2 separate regions of the Mus musculus genome follow, and region 2 is linked to region 1. The links are chromatin contacts, called in public HiChIP or PLAC-seq maps. All regions are on one chromosome and are shown on one strand. The core of a region is the stretch at or near the end of the contact, and the rest is flanking DNA. Distances in the headings are between cores, read along the strand shown. Region 1 has its middle 25 kb from the start of Tomm5. Region 2 holds the start of Frmpd1os (FERM and PDZ domain containing 1, opposite strand).

What was found. HiChIP or PLAC-seq counts read pairs in DNA pulled down with a chosen protein or histone mark.
Region 2: a contact with region 1 is called in an H3K27ac HiChIP or PLAC-seq map of trophoblast stem cells, with 13 read pairs. The contact joins the promoter of Frmpd1os here to the enhancer-like site in region 1. A contact is called at or near these places in 6 of 39 promoter capture datasets (the 3T3-L1 cell line, the C10 cell line, embryonic stem cells and 2 more) and 4 of 115 datasets of contacts at active chromatin or transcription factors (embryonic stem cells, extraembryonic endoderm stem cells, neural progenitor cells and 1 more).

What each region holds. Positions count from the first base shown.
Region 1 is chr4:45,130,412-45,135,400 of GRCm38.p6, reverse strand. No RefSeq gene overlaps it. Among named protein-coding and RNA genes, the nearest start is that of Tomm5, 25 kb to the right of the region's middle. Within about 2 kb of position 2,135, at least 9 of the 459 cell types and tissues checked have an H3K27ac peak or open chromatin away from gene starts, as enhancers often do. A contact at or near this core is called in trophoblast stem cells, where this site is marked.
Region 2 is chr4:45,241,167-45,246,155 of GRCm38.p6, reverse strand. It overlaps Frmpd1os (FERM and PDZ domain containing 1, opposite strand), which reads left to right and starts at 2,166. Exons shown (of 3, transcript NR_040666.1): 1 at 2,166-2,231. Frmpd1 (FERM and PDZ domain containing 1) reads right to left here. Exons shown (of 16, transcript NM_001081172.2): 3 at 2,369-2,526; 4 at 1,482-1,584.

The DNA of each region.
Region 1 (4,989 bases), core at 886-3,385:
ATGTTAAGTAAGATTGTCCTAAGCCACTTGGGGCTCAGAGGGCCCCAGAATCTCCAGACGGTAGAGTGTTAGCAGTTAGCTTCAGTGAGTGATTCTGAAAGAATCAGAAATGAGATTGTCCTCTGAGAGTTAAACTAGGGCATCACCACGTAATGGATTAGAGCAAAGATCAGCTAAGTCGCCTTAAAGAAACAGTAGTCCTTAGACTGAGAAGCCAATGAAATCTGAAGGCAGGCTCATTTAGAAGGAAGCCGACTAACCACAAGAGCGTGAGGTAGTCAGACAAGCCATGCTCAGCAGATCCCATGGCAGAGCGGCTGAGTTCTGAAGTCGCTGAAGATGGAGGCTGAGGAGATTCTGAGGTATCTTCCTGTTATAGAGATGTAAGCCAGATACCTCAAAACATTTTTTCAATATTTCCCCCTTGTCTTAATCCAAATTTACCAAGCAAACTAATTATAGTTCTAATTCTCAAACTATGGCTTTAGATCCACCTACAGGACGTGAATGTATGAGCCACTGGGGGTGGGAGTCCTCCCTCAGTTGTAGTTTCTTACTGTGACTTGGCAAGCTGACCAGTGGTTAGGGGAGGAGCTTTCACGTGACCTGCCTACGGGGCCAGAATGCCTAACACAGGAGCATCTGATATCTTCAGCAATCAAATTTTCCTTTGCCTTTGGGAAGCTGTTGTCCAGGTCATGGACAGCAGGAAGCCTAGACTGCTTAGTACTGATGGATGGCATTCCTGCGTTTCCAGGGCAAAAAGCCAGCATCTGGATCCTGTGAGGCTGCTGAAGTGATAGCCACTGGGAGGCCTTTGGGAGGCCATTCCGACCGGCCTTTCCCTGGGGTCATTCGGCCCTTGCCATCACCCACACTATTTTCGGGGGGACATGACAGAAGTGAACCTTCCCTTCCCGATACAATTCAGGGATTTCCTCCATAGTGAACCAGAGCCTAGAAATCTCAGCATACCTTCCCCAACATGGTCTGCCAATAGCTCATCTGCACACTAAGTTCTGGACTTGGTTTCTTTGTTCATCCATGCCTAGAACTCCTTCCCCCTCCCTCCTCAGCCCTGCACGGCAGCCATGTTCAATTCAAGGCTTAGGGTGGGTGCCTGCTCAGCCATATCCATAATTGTTCCATTTCCAAAATCCCTCAGCTCCTGTTCAGTCGCTGTCCTAGTTTTCGGGGACCAAAAGCACCTTGAGGAGGAAAGGGTTTATTTCATCTTATAGCCCACAGTTCTTATAGCCCACAGTCCTTATAGCCCACAGTCCTTATAGCCCACAGTCCTTATAGCCCACAGTCCTTATAGCCCACAGTCTGTCAGTCACCGAGGGAAGCTGGGGCAGGTGCTCAAGGCAGGATCTTGGAGGCAGGCACTGAAGCAAAGGCCACAGAGGTGCCGTTCCCTGGCTTGCTCCCCTAGACTTGCTCAGCCTGCTATTTTGTACAACCTAGGACCACCCACCTGGGGATGGCACAAAATGGGATAGGTTCTCTTCCATCAACAAGAAATGAAGAAAATAAGGCCGGGCGTGGTGGCGCATGCCTTTAATCCCAGCACTCGGGAGGCAGAGGCAGGCGGATTTCTGAGTTCGAGGCCAGCCTGGTCTACAAAGTGAGTTCCAGGACAGCCAGGGCTATGCAGAGAAACCCTGTCTCAAAAAAAAAAAAAGAAGAAGAAGAAGAAGAAGAAGAAAATGCCCTACAGACTGGCCTATAGGCCAATGTGATGGGGACATTTTCTCAATTAAGGTCCTATCCTGTCAGATGACTCTAGCTTGTATCAAGTTGAAAAACAAAAAACAAACAAATAAAAAAACCCAACCAGCACTTGTATTTTCTATCTTGTGTTCAAGTGCTGCTGTGAAGATGTAAGTCCCTAAGAGCTTCAGAAATAAAAGCCCCTGTTCTGTTCAGAACATTCTTCTTTTATAGGGAAATCTTCCTGGAAAGTCAGATTCATTGGGCCTTTGGTTTACTCATTCAGTCATTTAACAGTTATTTCCTGAATGCCTGTAAGTACCAGGAAATGAGATCCAAAGGCAGAAAAGACAGGCAGAGCCTCTTTCTTCATGTAGCTACTGCCTAGGAGGGAAGTCAGACACCAAAGAGTCAATAAACCCCAGCTGTGACAGTGTCATGACACATAGTGTGCACAGTACTGTGAGCTGACAGAAGAGCCTTTCCCAGGACCACTGGGACAAATTCCGGGGGGAGTCAGCCCAGAGAGAAGCGGGAGCCGTGAGAGAGAGAGCATGAGAGAAAGAGCGAGAGCTGAATGCTCCCAGTGGCCTGTGTCAGTGAGCTCACTCAGTGCCTGCTGCCCTTCATCTGATAAATACCAGGAACACATTTACAGCCTCTTCCCTCCTACTGTTCTCTAGTACAGGCAGGACACCCCCCCCACACACACACTCTAACAGCTCTCAACGTAGAATACAGTTTGCTGTATTTCAGCTTTCTTAGTCATAGCCACACCCCTATTTGACAATATCATTTATTTGTTTCAAGCTAATGTCCTAACTTCATTCTCAAAGAAAACTTTAACATCATGGTTTAGGAAGTCTCACTGCTAATATTATCCGCCTCTGTTTATTTTATGTATGTGAGTCCACTGTCCCTGTCCTCAGACACACCAGAAGAGGGCATCAGATCTCATTACAGATGGTTGTGAGCCACCATGTGGTTGCTGGGATTGAACTCGGGACCTTTGGAAGAGCAGCCAGTGCTCTTAACCACTGAGCCATCTCGCCAGCCCCAAATCTTTGTCTTTTCAATTGCTGTATCCCTGGTGCTATGAGGATGCCACATAATAGATGCTTAGTGTGTATCTGTTTATGAGAGCAGCGGCACTCATTGGACGGATGCAGGATGGATAGGTGTAGGATGAATGGATGGAGGATGGATGAATGAATGAATGAATGAATGGATGGATACAGGATGGATTGGTGTAGGATGAATGAATGGATGGAGAATGGATGAATGTGGGATGGTTAGATGGATCTCATCTCAAACAGAATCACTGTAAAGCTCAGAACTTGCCTAGGTCATATTTAGGGTCCTCTATCCCTTAGGGCAATGCCTTACATGTAGTAAATAATCAATAATCAAACAGTCAGTGTTGCAGAATTTTCCCTGTCCAATTACATTAGGGCAGCAGGAGGCCTGTGATTGGACAGGAAAAAGGGAGGCAGAGCTAAGAGTTGCAGGGACAGGGAACATCAGAGAGAGAAAGAGGGAGAAAAAAGGAAGATGGCGGCAGATGTGAACCAACATGGCTTTAAAGATTTATTTATTTTATTTTACGTACATGAGCACACTGTAGCTGCACAGATGATTGTGAGCCTTCATGTGGTTGTTGGGAATTGAATTTTTAGGACCTCTGCTTACTCTGTCCCCACTTGCTCAGTCCCTGCTCACTCTGGCCCAAAGATTAATTTATTATTATAATTAAGTACACTGCAGCTGTCTTCAGACACACTAGAAGAGGGTGTCAGATCTCATTACGGGTGGTTATGAACCACCATGTCATTGCTGAGACCTGAACTCGGGACCTTTAGTAGAATAGTCATTGCTCTTACCCACTGAGCCATCTCACCAGACTCTAGTGTGGCTTTAGCCAGTCACAAGTAGTTATGATCATAAGATTGGAATAATTGGGATAAAGCTTTTATCATTATCAACTGGCTCTGAAATTATTGTATTGGCATCTTGTAAATTGAAAATTTATTGATATATAAATCTGATTGGTTAATTATAAGCTTTAAGAGTTTTGATTCTACCGGGTAAATGGGTGTTTTGGTGGCTGAATGTGGGGTAGACAGAGTCCTCTGGGAGAGAGGTCAGCCAGACACTGCAGAGGCTAGCTGGAGAGAGTCACTGGTGGCAGGAGTGTGGGAGCGAGATCTAGCCCAGCTGGGGAGTTGGCAGGTTGCGAGAAGCAGGAGTGCAGAGAGTTACCCACAGCAGAGCAGTGCGGTGATTGCTTTGCCTTCATGAATCCTTCCTGTTCTTGGGCTAATTACTGCCTCCTTCAGGTCCTGGTTCTCCCTCTGGACCCAGAAAGAAATGCCACATCCTCTATCACATGCAAGTCCTCTGACACTGGTGACAGTGACTAGGTTTCCTGAGGTCACTTATACACAAACAACACTCCTGTGTGGACTTGAGAATTTTGAAATGCTTTGAAGTACTCCTCACATACTTCAATGGAGGACACGCCCCATGTAACTTTGTAGAGTATTATAAACTCCTTCTGAGGTCACTGTAGAACAAGTAGGTTCTCTCTCTGTCTGTCTGTCTCTGTCTCTCTGTCTCTGTCTCTTGCTCTCCGTCTCTCTCTCTCCCTCCATCTCCCTCCGTCTCCCTCCCTCCCTCCCTCCCTCCCTTTCCTCTCTCTCTCTCTCTCTCTCTCTCTCTCTCTGCCTGTCTCCCTGTCTCCCTGTCTCTCTGTCTCTCTGTCTCTCTGTCTCTGTCTCTGTCTCTGTCTCTGTCTCTCTCTCTCTCTCTCTCTCTCTCTGTGTGTCAGGAACCCAGGCTGCAGCTGACAGTGATAACAATAAAGCAATAATTAATGTTTGCTTCACAATTAATCACACTCTGCTTGCTGACCCACATGATGCCACTGGGATGTAGTTGAGGGTTTTCTGGCCTTTAAATGGTCAAAGGAAGGAGAGAGAAGATCATAAAGGTCTATTTATATCTCGCACAGTTGTGTGGCCCAAGTTGAGGGGAGAAGTAGATTGCTGAGGTCACATTTACAGTCACCACTTGACCTTCTTGCCTGAGGGAGTCACTTTGGATCCAACCTTATAATATCCAGGTGCATGAAATGCTGCATCTTCTAGGACCGGAGGTCATGGGAGAGGTGCATGCAGCTCGGACACAGAGGATGCACAGGGTTCCTCCCCTGCAGAAAGCTCTTATGTATTGAGCTAAGTAAAAAAAAAAAAAAAAAAAAAATCCCAAGACAGAAAC
Region 2 (4,989 bases), core at 917-3,416, 110 kb before region 1:
GGCCAATTCTCAGTGCTACATGTTTTCTTGTCTTATGGAGTATCCTCTACACTTATGGAGTGCCCTGCTCTTGCTTGGGAAGGTCCAGGCAGATAGGGAAGCATTTGTGTAAATCGCAACGACACCACAGAAAGCTGTAGGTGCCACGTCACCAAACCATGTGTATGCCGTCAGGCTGTAACAGGACACTCAAGAAGCCAGTGACAGGATTAAAGACAAACACTGGCGTCTATTTACTTCAACCTTTGTCATATGCTACCATCACTCCTCCCAGGGTAGTGTCTATGCAGTATCCACCAGTACACTTACTCACTACAGTGCTTAGCATGGAGTTTTAGGCCTAGCGGAGGTTTGATAAATATGCATTCTATGCCTGCCAAGTTCTACAGGCAGGCGGAAGATAGCAAGCCATACTTGTAAAGGCAACTTTTATTCACTTAATGTAACTGTTGTCCCTGACGCTTACTGCCTCAGTCTGCTGACCTAGGCCCAGTCCTTGAAGCTTCCGGCCTCTGTACAATCCACTCTAGGCCTAGACAGTTTCCAGCCTCCGTACAATCCACTCTAGGCCTAGACAGTTTCCAGCCTCCGTACAATCCACTCTAGGCCTAGACAGTTTCCAGCCTCCGTACAATCTAATCTAGGCCTAGAATGTTTCCAGTCTCTGAGACTTACTGCTGAATGAGTTCATCCTTTCTAGTTCTTTCAGCGCTCTGGCTGGAAGGTTCAAGTCAGCTGTCTGGCTCAAACTCCTCTCTAAGATGACTGACTCAATCTGGCTTCTTTCAGATTTTGACTAAATTGCTCTGCTTGGCCTCATACTAATTTTGGTAGTATGTTCTAATCTTCTGGCTCCTTCTCGTTGTCTGGCTTGTTCGGTTGTCACCTGTGTCTAGCTTGTTCTCTCTCTGCAACCTGTCTCTGTACAACTCCTCCTTCTCCTCTCTCTCTCCCTCTGCACTGCTCCTTCCCCTCCCCCTTTCTCCTCTCTCTTCTCATGAGAGTTGGGCCTGTCCTGTTCTGTCAAATCTTGCTCCGATTCATCACTTTGTCTGCCACTCAATTAGACATCAATTTCAAATATGGGTGCAAACTAATTTTACCTTTGCTGTTTGGAATTAAAGGTGTGTACTAAGAGCGTGTCTGCATTTCAGCCAGAGGGAATAAAGGTGTGTGCTAAGGGCTGAGCCACACCACAACTAGAAACAGTTTTGGTTTTTTGTTTTTGTTTGTTGTGTTTTTTTTTTTTTTCAGCAACTAACACAATCTCTGGTGGGGTTCACAGTGTGATATTTATCCTACAACAGTGCCAGGTAGAAGACGGCAGATCATAATACTGTCATAGCCAAAATGCCACTGTCTGAGATGGAACTGCTCTGGTGCTTTAAAGGGGACAGGCCAGCCACAGCCTTCCTGAGGGTTCACTTTGCTATCTGATCACCCGACTGACCGACTCTGGATTCGCACAGATAGGTGAGTACCTGAGAATATCAGCCGCTCGTTCACAGGAAAGGTCTTCAGCCAGTTCATTGTTCATTTGGAGAATCTGATCACCAGGGAAAAGCTTGCCGTGAGCAGAGCCGCCTGTTGGATAGAAAACAGGTAACTGCCCAGGCCCAGAGGGGGAGCCACCACCCGTCACAGTGCACCTTGGCATGGCAGCCTAGGACCCTTAAACACTGGCTCATATAGAGCATGGTTTTTCTCGTTGTAGACCACAGGAAAGGCACCTACCGACTTCTCATCAGTTTCAAGAGATGGTGGAGACTGGCCACAGAAAGAAAAGGAACAGAGCTGTCCAAATTGTCACAGCCGGCCAAGGAATTGAGTGTGTATACATTCTCACATAGATAAACGGAAGTTGATGCATTTTAACCAGCATCAAACCTAACACCAAGCATGAAAACAAAGACTCTCCCAGCCAGCTCCTTTTCCCTCCGGCACAGCCTAGATTTCACAGAGACAGTGTGAAAACAAATCAATCGTTTCTATTATTCTCTCCGTAGAAACTTGCCAGCCAGGACATGCAGGAGTCAAAGAGGAGGGCCAGCTTATCCAAATACCTTTCCTGCCTGACATAGGCCTGAAAGCCACAGGAGTGCAGGAGCCCTGGCCAAGGCCAGTGGGGGAGTCTTGGGCTCAGAGGAGCAAGGGTTCCTGGGGCCACTCCATCCTGCACCAAAGGAAAGTGGAAAGCCCTGGGAGGGGGTCAGAATTTTCTAGCTTCTCAGGTAGCACATTCTGCCTTTTTTACAGGTCAGGGGGGTGGGCGTCAGGGGGGGGGGCGTGGGGTGGTGGTGGTGGAGAGAAGCCCAGCTACTCTCCCTAAGAGGCTAAGATCGTTTCCCAGTTCCCCATCAGCCCGTACCTGCTGTGACAGCCACCACTGTGAGGGGAAGAGTCTCAGAAATGTGGAATCCATAGTTCTGGAGGAGGACATCTTTGTCTAGTGTTACTGTGTGCCTCACTGGCGTGAGTGCCTGGGCTGGGTTCCCGGGTGGCCCATCAGCTGCAGCGACTTTAGCTCTAGAAGAGAAGGAGTCAGATGGTAAAACAGATACACAGAATTTCAAAAGGAGGCTACCATCCGGGTCAGCCCAAGGATAACAGAGGAAAGTCTGAGGAGAAGCCTTTTCTTTCAGTGCTGGGCTCAAACCAGCGTTTTGTTTGTGCCAGCAAGCTAACTCTGCAGCCCTTTGTGTTTGGAGATAAGGTAAGGTTACGAAGCCCAGGCTGGCCTCGCTCAGCTTTCTGCCTCTGTGTTAAGTGCTGAGCGAGATAAGGCACAGTACTGAAGACAACATCGAATAGGACTGAGCACCATGCTCTGGAGATGCCGTGGACACCAGAAGGCAGAAGAACAGGGGCGGGCACAGGAAATCCTGCCTGGAAGAGGTAGGGTTTGAGTTGGATTTAGACATAAATAGCTCAGGTTCTGAATACAGAGTCAATGACTAGAAGAGCAGATGGACTGACAGGTATTCCAGTAGGACGGATGGACGGACGGCTTGAGTGGAGAAGGAAAGCCACAGAAAGTACAGGGACGAAGGTTTACTGTTTAAACATTTCACTTTGAGTTTTTATTTGTGTCTGTGTATGTCCATGTGCGTCTGTCTGTCTGTCTGTCTGTCTGTCTCTCTCTCTCTCTGTGTGTGTGTGTGTGTGTGTGTGTGTGTGTGTGTGTGTGTGTGTGCGTGTGTGTGAGGACTCATGGAAGGCAGAAGAGGCTCCCCTGGAGCTGGAACTAGAGGAGGATGTAAGTTACAAACATGGATGCTGGGAACTGAAGTCTGGTTCTCTCCAAGAGTAGCCAGTGCTTGAAGCCCTGAGCCATCTCTCCAGCCCTGGGGGTCGTCTGTCTGCTTAGCTGTTTGCTGCTGGGCTTATTGTATAGATGGAGGTGCCTTAGCTGGTTTACTTCTTTGCCTTTATAACGCATTCTTTTTAATTTGATGAGCTTTGAAACTGTGAGGATTTCTATATGAAATCCCAGATAGCAGGAACTGCCTCAGTATTAATCTCTAAAAACACACATATTCTCTCTACATCTAAAAGCAGGGAAGTCGAAAGCTGTGTTTTCCCATCTCTTAAAACCATGAAGGAAATCACAAACTATTTTTCATCTGTCTGCCCCAGCAAATGGTTGTTTCTGCCCTAACACTCAGTGGTTGATTCCGAGGAAGGGCCAAGAGCGATGGGCTGATGGGCCGAGGCGTTGACCGTTATTATAAACAGGAGGGCTGTGGAGGAGTAACAGTCCCCTCAGGTCTCTGCAAGCACTGTCTGTGGCGGATTCTCATCTATTTACTAAACACTGTCAGGAACTCTGCCTGATGCAACAGGACCTAACCTATCAGGCGCTGTCACTTATAATGACCTCAACACCAAACAAAACCCAGGAAGTATTAAACAGTCTCCCAGGGCCAGTTTTCTGAGACTACAGAGATGATCAGAGTCTCACTGCTTAAAAGCAGGGACAGGGTGGTGGTGGTGGGGTCCTCTAGGAAGTGCAAATGCTAATACAAAAGTAAGGATCTGCAGAGGGACCTAACACAAGGCAGGAAATCATGAAAATGTCCATAACTTAAATCATAGTCCTGATTAAAAGTCAAACTTTAAGCCAAGCATAGTGAGTATACTTACAACCCAAGCTCTTGCCACATATAGTGTGTGTGTGTATTGTGTGTGTGTGTGTGTGTGTGTGTGTGTGTGTATGTACGTAAACCCTGTCCTCTCTTGCTCCAAAAGAGCAAGGCATAGCAGCCCATACTTGTAACACCAGCATTTGAAAGGCAGAGGCAGGAGGCTTAGGAGTTCAAAGCCACAATGAGCTACCTAAGACTGCCTCAGAAAAACAACACAAAAAATATTAAATTTATGTGTATGTAAGTGCTGCATATCTGTGTGTATGTACACACAACTTCAAGTACCCTTGGGGTCAGAAGAGGGCATTGAATCCTCTGGAGTTAGATTTGCAGGTAGTTGTGAGTTACCTGAATGTGGGTGCTGAGGACCGAACTCCAGATCACAGCAAGTGCTCTTAACCACTAAGCCATCCCTCCAGACTGGAAACTTTACAGCTATCAAACGGCTGCCAGGCACATCGGTTGTTCTCTGCTGGAAGGCTGAGATAGGATGACGGGAGAACCTTTGCATTTAAGGCCAGCCTGAGCAATGTAGGGAGACATCATTGCCTCTTTAAACACACACACACATTTGGAGCCACACTGATGGCTCAGCAGTCAAGAGCGCTTAGTGCTTTTGCAGAGGACTCAGGTGCAGTTCCTGCTGACAGGACACAGGCAGCTGACAACTGTCTGCAACTTGAGATCCAGGGAATGTGATGCCCATGGTGGTCTCTGAACACCCTGGGGTCAAACATGCAGTGCACACATATACACACATGCAGGCAAGACATTCATACACATAAAATAAGCCATGAGAAAACAATTATCTGTGCTTTTAAAACAACAAAGGATACTATGGCTA